4 separate regions of the Sus scrofa genome follow, and regions 2, 3 and 4 are each linked to region 1. Evidence: chromatin contacts called from public HiChIP or PLAC-seq data. All regions are on one chromosome and are shown on one strand. Each heading gives the region's core, a stretch centred on a gene start, on an enhancer-like site or on the middle of the called end of the contact. The rest is flanking DNA. Distances are from core to core; before and after follow the strand shown.

Region 1 (3,395 bases), core at 93-2,592:
TCTGAAAATATCCCAGGCCCGGCTGCCCTGACTGCTTCCCTGGGCAGAGGCCGCATGGCTTGGGCTCCAGGAAGGCCACCTGCTTGCTGAGTGGCCGGCTGGGTGGCCCTGGGAACACTCCCCTGCCGTGGGGGGGCCTCGCTGCGGCTCTGCTCCCCACCTCCTGTGAGGCGCTTGGGGAAAAATAGCTGTGACGCTGACATGCCATTGTCAGGCACTTCTGGGGCCTGGCAACGTCTGCAGTTGGTGGGGTGGTGCTTTGGTGGAGCTGCGGAAAAGCAGGGCTGTGTCTTGTGATGGGAAGAGGCTCTTTTCCTAACCATATAAGTCTTCCCGAGAGAACCAATACAGAACGCGGTCACTCTGGCTGGGCCGTCTTTCCACAGCCGCCCGGGAGCCCTCTGGCCCCGCTCACCGCATCTCCTGTTTCATTTTCCATGTCCTCTCGGGTTGGTAACTCAAGGAGCATCTGTGGCTCAGGAACAGCTGACGGCCCGGCAGCTCCCAGCAGCGGCTCCTGGGGATGGGGCGCGGGGCGCTGGCTGGCAGGGGCGCTCATGATGCCCTGTCCCCAGGGCCGTGAGTCACTGGCAAGTGAAGGATGAAGGCCTGGGGGGTGGGGCCTCGGTGCCCAACCCAGGGGATGTGGCCTCGCGAGATGAGTAATGAGACCTGAGCGAGCGTTTCTCACGGGAGGCTCCCGCCGGCGGCCCTCCCGTCACACCCTCCTCCGCCGCCCACGTGGCTGAATCCGGGAGCTGGAAGGAGCGGTGCAAAGCCTTCCCACCCCAGCCCTGTACTTTCCAGGTGAAAAAACGAAGATGCAGAGGAGAAGTGACTTGACCCAGGTCGGGGTAGAGCGGCGTGTGAACCCAGAGCCGTTAGTCTATACACCAGAAAGCTCGGGGGCTGCCAGCTCCTCCCCGCCCCCGGGTGTGTTTCCCTTGTGCCCAGGAGGTGAGTGCACCCCTGGGGCAGGTGGAGAGGTGAGCTGGAAGGTTCAAGGCGTGGAAACCCAGGACGGCATCTCTCCAGGCTGGTCCCTGCACCCCTAGCTCTGCCGGCCCCTCCCCCTGCACCCCCAGGCCTCTCCCAAAGGTGATGGCTTTTCCTCCTGACTCAAACTAAATCCCCACCCCGTAGCCTGGGGGAAGAACAGGTGGAGTCCCAGATTAGGGCGCCTGGGAAGACCACGGAGGGCCGCCCCCTGCCTCCAGCTGTTCTTTATTGAGCGCCCGCAGTGAAGGGAGCCAGGAGAGGCCTGGGAGCAGAGCAAGGCAGGGGGAGTGGCGGCAGGCTGGGGCTGGTGGCTGAACCGCAGAGGCAGCCAGGAGGTCCTCAGGCTCTGGCTCCTCCTGTCGCCAAGCCCTGGAGTGGAAACTTCTGGAACGGCCCTGAAGGTGACAGTGTGGGCAAGGCCGCTCCCGCAGGGGGCTGGGGTACCTTCCCTCAGAGCTCTGGAATGCACACATGTGTTTATCTGCAGAGCGTTCCCCCCCCCCCCCCCCGCCCCTCCCACTCTGTGCACCCCTGCTCTCTCCCCGGGCTCACATGCCTTGGGCATTCAATAAACATTAAAAAATAGCAACATCCGAGCCACTGACCTTCATGTAAAGGCTTTGAGACCACGGTTCCTCTTCCGTGGGGCCAGACAGGCAGGGCCTGGGAGGGGAAGCCAGGAACACACCCTGGGCCCCGGCAGCGGGGCAGCAGGATCCAGGTGTGGCTTGGACTTTGCTCTGACCCCAGCTGGGTTCAGAGGTCACCATAAGTGAGATGGGGGCCCCTGATGTTCTATAGGAGATGCTGGGTTGTGTGCCCTCTACCAACCAAAGGACAATGCCTGCCCACCTCACCCCATGCCTGTAGACATCACGGGGGGAACAGGTGCGCTGGCCATCAGCCTTTCAGACCCTGCGCTGAGGCCCCGAGGCCGGGACGCTTCTGTCACTTCTTTTCTTGGCCTGCCCATCCCTGCCTCCCTCACCGAGAACCTTCCACCATTGATCAGCTGAGACTTCCTTGTCTGGTGGTGAGGAACGGAGGGTCTGGGGTTTTCCAGCCGGTCTGAGTCTTAACATCCGGATCGCTTCCTTTGACACAGAAATTATGCCGCCTTTACCCGCAAGGCCTGGTCAGCGGAGTCCAGGCAAAGTCTTCTGAGCCAGCTGGCTCCTTCTTCTTTTTCTTCTTCCCCAAGACTGGGAGAGGGTGAACTCGCAGAGGGGAGGGGGCCTGAGGGTCTGGACCCGAAAAGCAAGGTTCTGTCACTGCATTAGCCTCCCCCGCCCCGAACCGGCTGGACAGATGAGGCTCTGAGGCTCTGTGAGCAGCGGGGGCTGCGGCTGGCAGTGGGTGGGGTTGCCCCCGGGGGCCGATGGTTCGGGGCCCAGAGCCCCTCCAGGGCCTGACGGTGACATCTGAGAGGCTCACAGGGCGACGGGCACTGCTGGAGGAGTGCTCCGTGCGTTTGATCCTTTTCTTGTGAGGTCTATGCCCATCTTACAGATGAGGAAACTGAGGCTCAGAGAAGTTAAGTAGCTTCCCCAAAAGGGTCACTTTGGTTTCTGAGCCACTTCTGAGGTCCTGGATGTCATGAATGACTGGGCTGACCAGCCGTCCCATTTGCCAGGGACTCTCCCAGCCTGAGCAATGAAACTGCCCCGGGAAAGCCCTTAGTCTTGGGCAAACCTGGGGGGCTGGTCACTGGCTCACACGCTTGTCCGTTTCTCCCTCTTTCTTTCCTGTGGCACATCTAGCGCTGCTCATCTTCACAGCAACACACGGTTAACTTGGACTATTCCCTTGGGAAAGGCGGGGAGGGGCCACGGGGCTGGGGGAGAGCAGACCCTGAGCCCCGGCTTCTCTGAGGGGGACACAGAGAGGCGGTCTGAGCACAGAGCTGGAAAGGCAACGGGTGCCCATCAAACGGCCACTCTTGTTGTCAGCCTGACACGGTGTGGAGGCAGAAGGGGTCAGGACAGCAGCGTGACAGCAAACCAGGGGACTCCGGGCGGTGGGGGGAGCGCCCGCGTGGAAACCTCCCCTTGCTGAGCTCCTGCCAGGCAGCGTTTCCACCCTTGGCCCCGTTCTGGAAGCTGGGGTGGGCAGCACGCCCGGGCACGGATGTGGAGGTCAGGCAGGCGGAGGTCAGCTCGGCCAGGCGAGGACGTGGGGAGGGAGGTTCGGCCAAGCCCGCAGCTGCCGAAGCCCAGGGGAGGGAGGAGGCTGGCGGGGCAGGAAGACGCTGGGAAGCAGTGTCTCCCTGGGGCCGGGAGTCGAAGAGGGTCCCGGCCAGAGCCAGTGAGAGCGTCTCAGTGCCCAGGGCCCTCCTCCATGCCAGGCGTGTCCCTGTGCTCCCCCACGATTAGCCCTCAGCCCGTGCAGGCTTCCCG
Region 2 (3,025 bases), core at 281-2,780, 270 kb before region 1:
TACTCAGCATCCCTGATAATTCTGTCAGAGAGCCAACTTCTTAAAAAATTAATTAGTGGCATTTACACCTGCCGGTGCAGCGGGCCTATCAGGGGTCTAGTACCTGGACAATACCTCGCTTAACAGGAAACTCAGGGTTGCAGCAAGCAACCATCAGGAGAACTTCAAGGTTCGTGAATCATTTTCTAACTCTACTTAAAAAAAACATATCCCAGTGGCTCAAATGTATTTGTCCGTCTCATCAGACATAAAGGTACAAGTACCACGTTTATAAATACAATTTTGAAAGCTTTATAAGGGTGTGTGTTAGAATTACCAGGGAAGCTTTTTCAGACTGACAAGCCCCAGTCTCACAACAGACCTCCTGAATTTGAAACCCCTTGTCTTAATCACTGTTTTGGATGCTGCAGCGCAGTGAAAAGTGATCACGAGAAAACACACCAAAAATGAGACAAGTCACAGAGTGGCGGGCTCACCTGAAGCGGTCTGGGTACAAAGCTGCTCATGCAGGAGGGACCAAGGCTCCCAGGTGCAGGTGACAGTGCTCTGGGTGGGTGAGCCGGCCACAGGATGGCACAGAGGCACAGGCAGGGGCCTCCCGCACGCCCACTGTGCCAGCTCAGAGCAGGGCCTGTGGGGGACACAGGGCATACTCAGCCGGGCGCCTGGTGGCAGGTGGCCTTTGGCCCCAGGAGCCAAAAGCTCCAGGGCCTGAAGCAGAGCATGGAGACAGTGCCCCAGCGCAATGGATTCATCACTACGTGACCACACGCCCCTGGGGGGTGGGGGGAGGGTTGGGGACAGGGGCCGGGAGTCTGCCCCCAGCACTGCTGGGAGGGGGGATTTAAAACTGGAAGCCGCGATGGCGCTGCCCCCGGGGCTCCATCCACAGAAGGTGGGTCACATGGGAAACACACAACAGCTGCCCAACATTCTGCAGAAAAGGAAGAGACCAGGCCCAGGCCTGCAGAAGCTGCCCCCGTCCTTCCCCCAGCAACCCGGCTTCCCGCCAACGGCTGCATCCCTCCTCCTCGTCCTCCTCCTCCTCCTCCTCCTCTTCATCCTCCTCCCCCTTCCTCCTCCTCCTCCTCCAAAGGGCTCTGCGGACACTTTTTCAGCCACACGCCGTTCTCATTAAAACGGTAACCGGCAGGTACGCCACCCGGGCAATTACTACAAAACGCGAGTGGGCACGCTCACGCCTACGCAAAACTTCTGGAAACTGAAAAGTGGTCTCAGGCTAAATGGCCTCAAACGGACGCCAAAAAAAGGAAGGAAGCGAGGGCTTCACTCGGGGCGCACACATTTTCTAATCTCTGCCTGCGAGGAATCCAGTTCTTAACAACGAGCTCGGTTACTAAACGGGCTCTTCGAAGGCTCCGGCCCTTCGCGACATCGCCGCCCGGCCGCCGCCGGCCGAGGGAGCGCCTCAAGGTCTTCGTGGAAGCGACGCCGGAGCGGCCCACGGAAGGCGGCCCGAGCCCCGCCTCCGCCCCGCCCCTGCCGCCCGGCCGGCCAATCGGCGCCCGCCGCTCTGACTGACGGCCCCGCCGCCCGCTCAGCGGGCGGCCCCGCGCGGGCGCCGAGGTGGGCGGGGGGCGCGGAGGCCCGGGCTGGACCAGCGCCTCGCGACCCCGCCGCCCAGCCGTCGTCCGCCGGCGTCCCACTGGCCGCCGCGGCGCGACGGGCACGGGCGAGTCCCGGGACGACGGCCGCCGTGCTGTCTGCTGTGCGGACGCGCTTCTGCTTAGACGGCCGGAGCGGGAAGGCTCCGCGGCCCGAGGAGGGCCGGCCACCCGGCCGCCTTCCGCCGCGTCCTCCCAGGCCCCTCCCCTGGGCCGCCGGGAGCCCAGGACCGCAACACATCCTGACCGCCTCGAGACGGCTCCAGGGAGGGGACACGACCCCCGGGGGGGAGCAGTGCGCGCTCCGCAGCTCTGCTGGAGTTCGCACCGATGCCCAGGGGCAGCCTGCAGGGACGGGCAGGAAGAGGCTAATTCTTAGCGTCTTAACAACATGCAGATCCTTTTCAGTAAAAAGAGGCACAAATCACATTCCTATTTTTGGGAAGGAGACACAGGCGAAGATTTTGGAATCTTACATGATTTCTGAGACCAGCATGTTTACTCTGTATTTCATTCTAGCTGACTTAACTGTGCTAACTCTGGAAACGAAATTAGTGATCAGAGGACAAAATCCTAAAGAATCTTTAAGAAAAGGGGAAGAAAGGAAATCCCTGTAAGATCAGACATCTTCAGAATTATCACAACGTATGCTCCAGGACTTTTTTGCTGGGACCTTGAGAACCTTTCGTCCTAGAGGGCAGTCCCGAGAATTTTTTTTTTTTAATGAAATGAAAGAAAACAATGTTTTAAAATCCCTTGCCTTGCCATTCGGGGAAAGCATTGAAAAATCTCTTTTAACCCTAGGACACAGAAAGGTCAAAGTGGCCTTGTCTTAGGCTTGCATAAACTGAAGAGAGAGAGGATACTCAAAGTGGAAACTTGATGTCTTTTCCCTAAATTCTCAGTAATTTCTAAAAATTTAGTATCCGGCGTTGCTGTGAGCTGTGGCATAGGTCGCAGATGGGGCTCGGATCTGACGCTGTGGCTGTGCTGTAGGTTGGTGGCTTCAGCTCCAAATAACCCCCTAGCCTGGAACCTCCATATGCCACGGGTGAGGCCCTAAAAAGACAAAAAAATAATAAAAAAATAATAAAAGTAAAAATTCAACATCCATGTGACCTTGGACTCTCATTTTCCTCTGTCTCTTGCAGTACACTCTGCTAGCCATTCAGCACACTGCCAACCCTGATAAAAGTAGTTAATGTTTACTGAAACCTGCGCATGAACTGTACTAAACCTGATAGGAGTGAAAAGGCAAAGTTCTGTGAACAGCATCCATGCTCAATAAAATTAAAAAAAAAAAAAAAAAAAAAAAGTAGGTTGAGGACCAGGAAGGGAAGAATCTTTTTTTTTTTTCTTTCTGAAATATTTGAACTTAAAATCTCTCACTGATGAATAAG
Region 3 (3,350 bases), core at 831-3,330, 340 kb before region 1:
GGCGGTTCAGTGCCCACCCGTTCCCGGCTCGCGGAGACGTTACAGAACCTCACGACCGAGAGTAACAAGGACCCGCTGCCCATCTCTTCTCGGAGGGCCAAGGACTTACGCCCGAGTCTGACTCCACTAAGTGAAGATCCGTGCTGTCACTGGACCGGTCACTCTCATGAGGCAACACCTTTGATTTCCAGTTTTTAGATTCATTACGGTAGAGCAAGAACTTAGGTTTTTTGCAAACCAAACTACAACAGCATCCTACGTCCTTATGGTTATTTCTCTCGACTGTTCACAGGGGTCTTGCTCCCCCTGAATTTCACAGCCACTAAAAAAACAAACCAAACCAATCAGGATTATACACAAGTCTGCCCAACTCAGTTTCACAGAGACTATTCTTTCTTAAAACAAAACAAAACAAAAAGTAATATTTCACTGGCTTATATACTTTTTTTTTCTTTTTAGGGCCATGGAGGTTCCCAGGCTGGGGGTCAATCAGAGCTGCAGCTGCCGGCCCACACCACAGCCAGGGCAACGCCAGATCCTCAACCCACTGAGTGAGGCCAGGGCTGGGCCCAGCCGGCTCCGGGAGGTCCAGGAACCACTCCGTTTGTTGGCTGGGGGTTGGTCCTTTCGGTCTCCAAGGACTTTAATGCAAATGGATGATGTTCTTGTTTGTGCCCAGATCCATGGCCAGTTCTCAAAAAACCCCAAAAGTTAGGCTCTTCAAGTCCCTGAACCAGGGCCCGCCCCGTGGGGATGGACGCCGCAGAGCCGTCCTTTTGCATCACGTGCCTGTAAGGGACACTCCGTCCGGCCTTGTTACTAATTTTTAGAGGACAGCTCATGGCTCTGGGCTGGGGTAGAAACGTGGTGTGATAAACACACGATTGTGGCGTGGCGATTGTGGCGTGGCGTGGGCACTCTGCAGGGACGAGGGCGGAGGAAGAAGCCGTCCGCGGGGCAACTCCCAGCAGGGCTGACAGTGACTTAACCGGCCCCGGCCAGGAAACAAGGAACGGGTAACCACAAATGGAGCGGTTTCCCCAATAACCGTGCCGAGGACCTGCGACGGGTGGTGACCGCGCACACAGACTGCGAGTCAGGCCAAGAGAAAGGTGGAGGCGGAGTCGCCAGCGGGTGACCTACAGAGACAGAAAACAAGGCCACCAAAAATCTGAGAGAAAAAATATTTTAAACCTTGAGGGTCCACAGTTCTGGGCGTAGCTCCCCCCAGGTTGCTACAGTGCCCCTGGGCTCATCTGGGGGTCCTGACCCTCCAGAACAAGGTAAAACGCTGAAGAGCAATCCAAAGAGACCCCCTGCTCCCTGGGGCGCCTGATTTTCACATCCTCCTGTCAAGCTGAGGGCCAGGCACACGATCCTGTCACCGAGAAAGGGTTAAAGAAAACTGCTCTGTTTCATTATGCTAAACGCACTTCTGAAAGACTGCTGTGGCAAGTTCCAAATCTCAGGAAACACTTCTTCAGAATCTCAGCTTTCCCCACAAGCTAAGGGAGAGGACCTGCCGTCCCAGCGTGTAAAGGTGTCAGGTGCTGCCAGGCTTCGGGAGGTCTGGGTTTCCGCACAGCCGGGATCCCAGCCTCTGGGAGGCAGGAGTCAACCCACGTCTAAACAGCCATTCAGTTACCCCATCTTTACGAAAGCGGAAGTAGGAGTGCCGCCTTATAACAGGGACTAAGGGCCGACCCGTTCCCAAGTTCTGCCACGGGAAGAGCACCCAGTTCCTTCTCCGTTTCACTGGAAGGGGTTCCCAGCGAGGGACACGAACCCCTAACTTAAGTGTTGCAAGGCTGAACACACTAAACAAGACCCACGTTCAAATAACAGCATCAGGGAAAGGTTCACGGAGTGTTTGTCACAGTCGGAGGACTGGGGCATGCCCTTCATCCTCACGCGTCCCCACGCCCATCTTCCAGGTGGGGGGACGGAGCCCAGGGTCACGGAGATGCCAGGCTCAGGCAAGGCTGGAGCTGGCTGCCCTCCCTCCACCGCTGGGCTGTCCTTCAGAGGACCAGTGCTGCGGGCAGCCCAGCTCCTGCCACGCCCGTGTCACATCCTCGAGGCCTGCCGTCTTTGTAGCACTCTGGCCCTGTCCTCAGAAGCTAAGAAGGCGGCAGGCACCCTGACTACTTCCTCAGGAGACTGAATTTCTTACTCATTATAGCGTTTTAACCGAGGGACTGACATTCCTTTTTTAAAGGGATTTCATGCTTCGTTTTCCCTGTTCTGTCTCCAGAGGCAAGGAGGGGTGAGTGCAAACAACCTCTGGTCGGGGCCCCACCCAGTTCAGACATTCCTCTCCCCCTGCCCACCCCTGCCCTCCCTCCAGGCCCAGCCAGAGAACTGACATCCAGCAGCTGCACTAATCTCTCCCAGTTGCCAGGAGCAACAGTGATGGCCCTGTGACAGGGCCCTGGCCCGCAGCGGCCTGCCCTCCCCACGCCCAGGAATCCGCCGGGCTGCACACCGCGTCCTGACGCCCTGCCCGGGCTGTTCCACCGAAGCGGCGTGGTGTGAAGCGGGGCAGGTCCAGGGGCTGCTCTGCGGGTGGGCTGGCGGGAGCCCAGGAGCCGAGTCTCGGAGGGGCCGTGGGCAGGATAGGGAGGGGGCAACCCTGCCCAAGGTGCCTCCGGCTTCCGGCTACGGAAGGGCACATGCCCTCCCCTCGCTCAGCCCCCAGCATCGTTTCCAATCTGCTCCACCTGGCTGAGCCTTGGAGACCCAGGGACTCTTAAATTTGAGATGCTGACGAGGATTTTGTCATGCCCTCTCCCTATTTTTAGGTTGACATTTAACAAGCACGGGACCAGCGCCATGGGAATCTCTGTTAGGGTCCCCTGCAGATGACGGGCGGGGGCGGGGCAGAGGCAGCGGGGTGCAGTGAAGGGAGCCGAACACTCCTCGGAGCACCGGAGACTCCAGAGGAAGAAGGTTCTGGCACCTCTCCCCCACCCTGGCGGCACAGGGAGCTGCCCCTGCAGAGCCCACCAGGTTCCCCTGGCACGAACTCCCACTGCAGATTTAGGGGTGTCTGTCTCACAAACATCCAGGATCCCGTCGGATGGGGCAGAGGCCCTGAGCCGGGCAAGCACATGGGGGCGCCACGGCATCGGGGGTAAAATGCCAAGGGCAGCTTTCGGCCTGCCAGCCAAGCTTGGACAGCAGGCCACCGGCCCACCTGGCCTCAGCCTGACCCCCTTCACTCCGCGAGAATGGCTCACTCACTGTTTTCTGACGGCCCTTAAGGGGCCCTGTCTCCACCGTCACTGCTTTTCTCTTAAGTCTGGTCAAGCGCCTGGCGCACAACAAGCGTTCATTCATTTGCCAGATGC
Region 4 (3,428 bases), core at 388-2,887, 300 kb before region 1:
GTGTGGACCTGGAGGGCCCTGCAGTGGAATCTAACATCTGCCTGCCGCCCCGGGAGATGGGCTCAGCTGGATGCCGCGGGTGTCAGCAGAAGCCCACCAACGACAGCACCGGGCCAGCCTAGCGGGGTGCTGGGCCTGAGGGATGTCCACAAACACTCGGGGTGCTTGATGCCTGGAACAGCCCAGGAAGAGCCAGGGCGCCGGTGTGGGGCCAACCCGGGAAGGGCTGACAGCACTCCAACCCCAAAACGCTCTGGGCTCCCAGGGGACTTAACCAGCAGCAAGCACATCTCTCTGAGGCAGGAAGTCCCGGCTGGGCCGGGGAGGAGACCCAACCAGACTGGCTGTGGCACCATAGCCATGCCTACAAAGCTCGGGGCAAAACTGTCTCCTCTAAACCAGGACGGCCTCGCGTGTGCTCTGAAGGCCGACAGCTGTGATGACGGCTCTGAGTTCCAGGAAGTTGATGTGTTTCTTGGCTGAGGGTTCAGTCTATGCCTTGGGTCGGGCAGCAACTCATGCGGCCCCCTCCCCCTCGCTGGCACGGGCTTTGGTCAGAGGGAGCCTTGGAGTGTCACGTAGAGCATTCGAGCAGGCCCAGCGTGGTCGGCCAGCCCGTGAGCTGCTCCAGCCAGTTCCGGATGCTCCCCCTTGGGTGAGGAGGGGCTACCAAGGGGTGGAGGGGGAGATGCACCCCAGGTACACAGCCCAGGTTCAAGACAGCAAAGCGGGGAGGGCGGCAGCCACCCTGGGTCCCAAGGCCGTGTATGCGCTCACGCCTTCGGTTGTCTGTTGACCTCTGTCCCCGCGACATGCCCCCCACCTTTTTCTTTGGAGGGCTGCACCTGCAGCCTACGAAGTTCCCAGGCTGGGATTAAATCAGAGCGCAGCCATAGACCTACACCACAGCTCACGGCAACGCCAGATCCTTCACCCACTGAGCAAGGCCAGGAATCGAACCTGCATCCTCAAGGGTAATAGTCGGGTTTGTAACCTAGTGAGCCGTAACGGAACTCCCAACACGCCCCCTTTCAATGGTGATCTTTACCTGCTGTTCAAAGCTCTTCCCTGCTCTGGCCTCAGTTTACTTCCTGACTCTCAGGACGACAAGTCCCCACACTCGCCACTGAGTTTCTTCCCCCAGAACACACACCTGCACTGGTCCCCGAACCCCAACCCTCATGGGCCACTTTTCCCAGGATGCCCCCACTGGCTGGAGGCTCCCTGTTCCAAACCCTGACTCGGAGACACTAGGACACTAAAACTAACACTAAGACTGAAAGACTAGGGCCCAGACTACTGGTGACAGCGGCCACGGCTTTCTAAATAACGCTCAGCACGCGCTCAGCTCAGCACCTCGTTCAGTCCTCGTAACCACAGCCCTGGGAGGGCCAGTCCCCTTGTGTAGGCCTCAAGGTCACGGTGGCAGAGCAAAGTGGATCTGATCTAAACGCTGTTTCTTTTGGACAAAATTCCCGCCTCCTGGCACAGGGCTGGAGAAGGCAGATGCTCTCCATCAGTCACGTTCTCTGACTGCTCACCATCTTCTGAGTCATCTCGGCCCCTCCAGACTGCTCAGCGCCTGGCCTCCCGTTTCCGCCTGTTTCTAGGCAGGAAAAAGGACTCCCTGCTCCCACCTTCTCCTCTGCCTTCCTCTCGGGCAGGAGCAGGGCTGAGTCCACTGCCAACTAACAAGTTTGCTGCCCGGAGCCGGTGGCCACGCCCAACCCCGCTGCGCAAAGGGACAGGAATGCCACTGCACACCCTGGTCTTCGCTCAGCAGTGACGGGAAGAAGGCACCAGGCGCTTGAAACCCCGAATCCTGAAACCCTGCCCAGTCCTGTCCAAGGGGCCAGGTCCAAGTGACCCACCAGCGCAACCTCCAGCTCAGAAGCGACCCGAGTACACCAGGCTGCCCACCAAATACAACCCTGGAGCCCACACGCCTGGGCCCTGGAATTCCAAAGGGACGGGCGTGTGTAAGTGCTGGGGCAGGAGGGGGGGCACAGCCGGTGGGGAGTGCGCGGAAGAACCACGCAGGTCACCTCCCCAAGGAGATCGACAGTCCCGTCTGGTCACTGAGACGCTAGCTACCGCTGACCCTCCCTCCAACACAGCCACCCCGAGTCCCCACCCAGCAGCATCTTGGACCCTGGTTAGAAATGCCGACTCCCAATAAGCCAGTCATTCAACCAACACCTTAAACTGACACAGGTCAACTACACCTGCAGGAAGAAATGAAGGTTTCCAGGCGCCACCCAGAACTAATGCGAAAGAAACCCCTCTGGGTCGAGCCCTGCAGTCTGTGCGTTGGCTCTCACCAAAGGGAACAGGCGCTGTGCGCGGAATTCTGGAAGAAGGGTGACGCCAAAGCAAGGGAGGCCTGAGAAACCTTCCTGCTATGAGGATCTGAATGAAATCACTCCTTATCACCACCCCGCCCCCCGGAGCAAAAGTCAGTCTCTGGAGCAGAGCCTCAGATCCCAGGTCTAACTTTAGCTTTACCTACTGCAAAGAAATAATAAAAGAGTCAAGTAAGTAAGGGCGGGGGTGGCGGGAGAGGGCGCCATCCACACGGGGCCTAGTCTAGCTCCCCCAGGAACCAGGATGCGTGGGACGCGAGGACGGGGCCGGGGCCACAGTGCACAGGCAGAGCCGCTCAGCCTGGGCCCCCCCGCAGCTCTGGACCCTCAAAGACCCCCCCACACCCAGAGCCACGCCGTTCACCAAGCTTGTCCGCTCCAGGGTGCTGTGGGATGGTCCCCAAAGGTGAGCCCCTTGGCCAGGATTCCCGGCGGCCCTGGACACCCTCTGGGTCTCCCTCCTGGCAGTAACTGTCCACTGTGCCAGAAGGCAACCCCAGGGCATCCCAAGGCCTCACCGGTTCCTGTGTTTCTCTCTTAATGAGACCCATGGTGGAGGAAGGAAAACGGACTGGCCTTGAGCGGCTGCCCCTTCTGCCCAGGTTCAGGGCCCCAGCCCGGCCCCCCCCCCCCCCCCGGGACACCAGGAGTAACACAGGCCACCGATGCCACCCTTCAGAAAGAGTGTGCATGGCCTTCAGGTGAAGGCACACGTCCACATGGAGTAAAGTGTGGCGGGAAGGGCAGCTCCGGGCCAAAGGGCCGTCTCTCCTCTCCAAATAAAGACCGGGGGGTGGGGGGTGGCACTGCTCCATTACACACAACTTCTGCGGGAGGCAGGGGTCCTTGTCCACCAAACCGAGCTACGTGAGTCAGAGGACAGCTGCTCTTTCAAAGAGGAAGTGTGGAGAGGTGGGGCGGTCGTCTGGCACAGGCTGGATGAAGCCACCCTGGGGTACCATTCCTGCATCCCTCTGCGGGGCTCCCGGCTTCTCTGGAGGGAGGAAATGGGACCAAGTCCCAGGTACACACTTTGCAGTGACGAGCGGCCTCCACGCGGCAGCT

Evidence for each region. HiChIP or PLAC-seq counts read pairs in DNA pulled down with a chosen protein or histone mark.
Region 2: an H3K27ac HiChIP or PLAC-seq map of skeletal muscle shows a contact between it and region 1. The contact joins two enhancer-like sites. A contact is called at or near these places in 2 of 2 datasets of contacts at active chromatin or transcription factors (alveolar macrophages and skeletal muscle).
Region 3: a contact with region 1 is called in an H3K27ac HiChIP or PLAC-seq map of skeletal muscle. The contact joins two enhancer-like sites. A contact is called at or near these places in 2 of 47 Hi-C or Micro-C datasets (heart right ventricle and skeletal muscle) and 1 of 2 datasets of contacts at active chromatin or transcription factors (skeletal muscle).
Region 4: an H3K27ac HiChIP or PLAC-seq map of skeletal muscle shows a contact between it and region 1. The contact joins two enhancer-like sites. A contact is called at or near these places in 2 of 2 datasets of contacts at active chromatin or transcription factors (alveolar macrophages and skeletal muscle).

What each region holds. Positions count from the first base shown.
Region 1 is chr7:4,271,073-4,274,467 of Sscrofa11.1, reverse strand. No RefSeq gene overlaps it. Among named protein-coding and RNA genes, the nearest start is that of LY86, 160 kb to the right of the region's middle. Within about 2 kb of position 1,342, at least 44 of the 83 cell types and tissues checked have an H3K27ac peak or open chromatin away from gene starts, as enhancers often do. A contact at or near this core is called in skeletal muscle, where this site is marked.
Region 2 is chr7:4,541,691-4,544,715 of Sscrofa11.1, reverse strand. All of the region lies in intron 1 of RREB1 (ras-responsive element-binding protein 1), which reads right to left. Among named protein-coding and RNA genes, the nearest start is that of RREB1, 31 kb to the right of the region's middle. Within about 2 kb of position 1,530, at least 67 of the 83 cell types and tissues checked have an H3K27ac peak or open chromatin away from gene starts, as enhancers often do. A contact at or near this core is called in skeletal muscle, where this site is marked.
Region 3 is chr7:4,612,076-4,615,425 of Sscrofa11.1, reverse strand. The region is part of intron 8 of RREB1 (ras-responsive element-binding protein 1); the gene reads right to left. Among named protein-coding and RNA genes, the nearest start is that of SSR1, 72 kb to the left of the region's middle. Within about 2 kb of position 2,080, at least 31 of the 83 cell types and tissues checked have an H3K27ac peak or open chromatin away from gene starts, as enhancers often do. A contact at or near this core is called in skeletal muscle, where this site is marked.
Region 4 is chr7:4,567,475-4,570,902 of Sscrofa11.1, reverse strand. The region is part of intron 1 of RREB1 (ras-responsive element-binding protein 1); the gene reads right to left. Among named protein-coding and RNA genes, the nearest start is that of RREB1, 57 kb to the right of the region's middle. Within about 2 kb of position 1,637, at least 32 of the 83 cell types and tissues checked have an H3K27ac peak or open chromatin away from gene starts, as enhancers often do. A contact at or near this core is called in skeletal muscle, where this site is marked.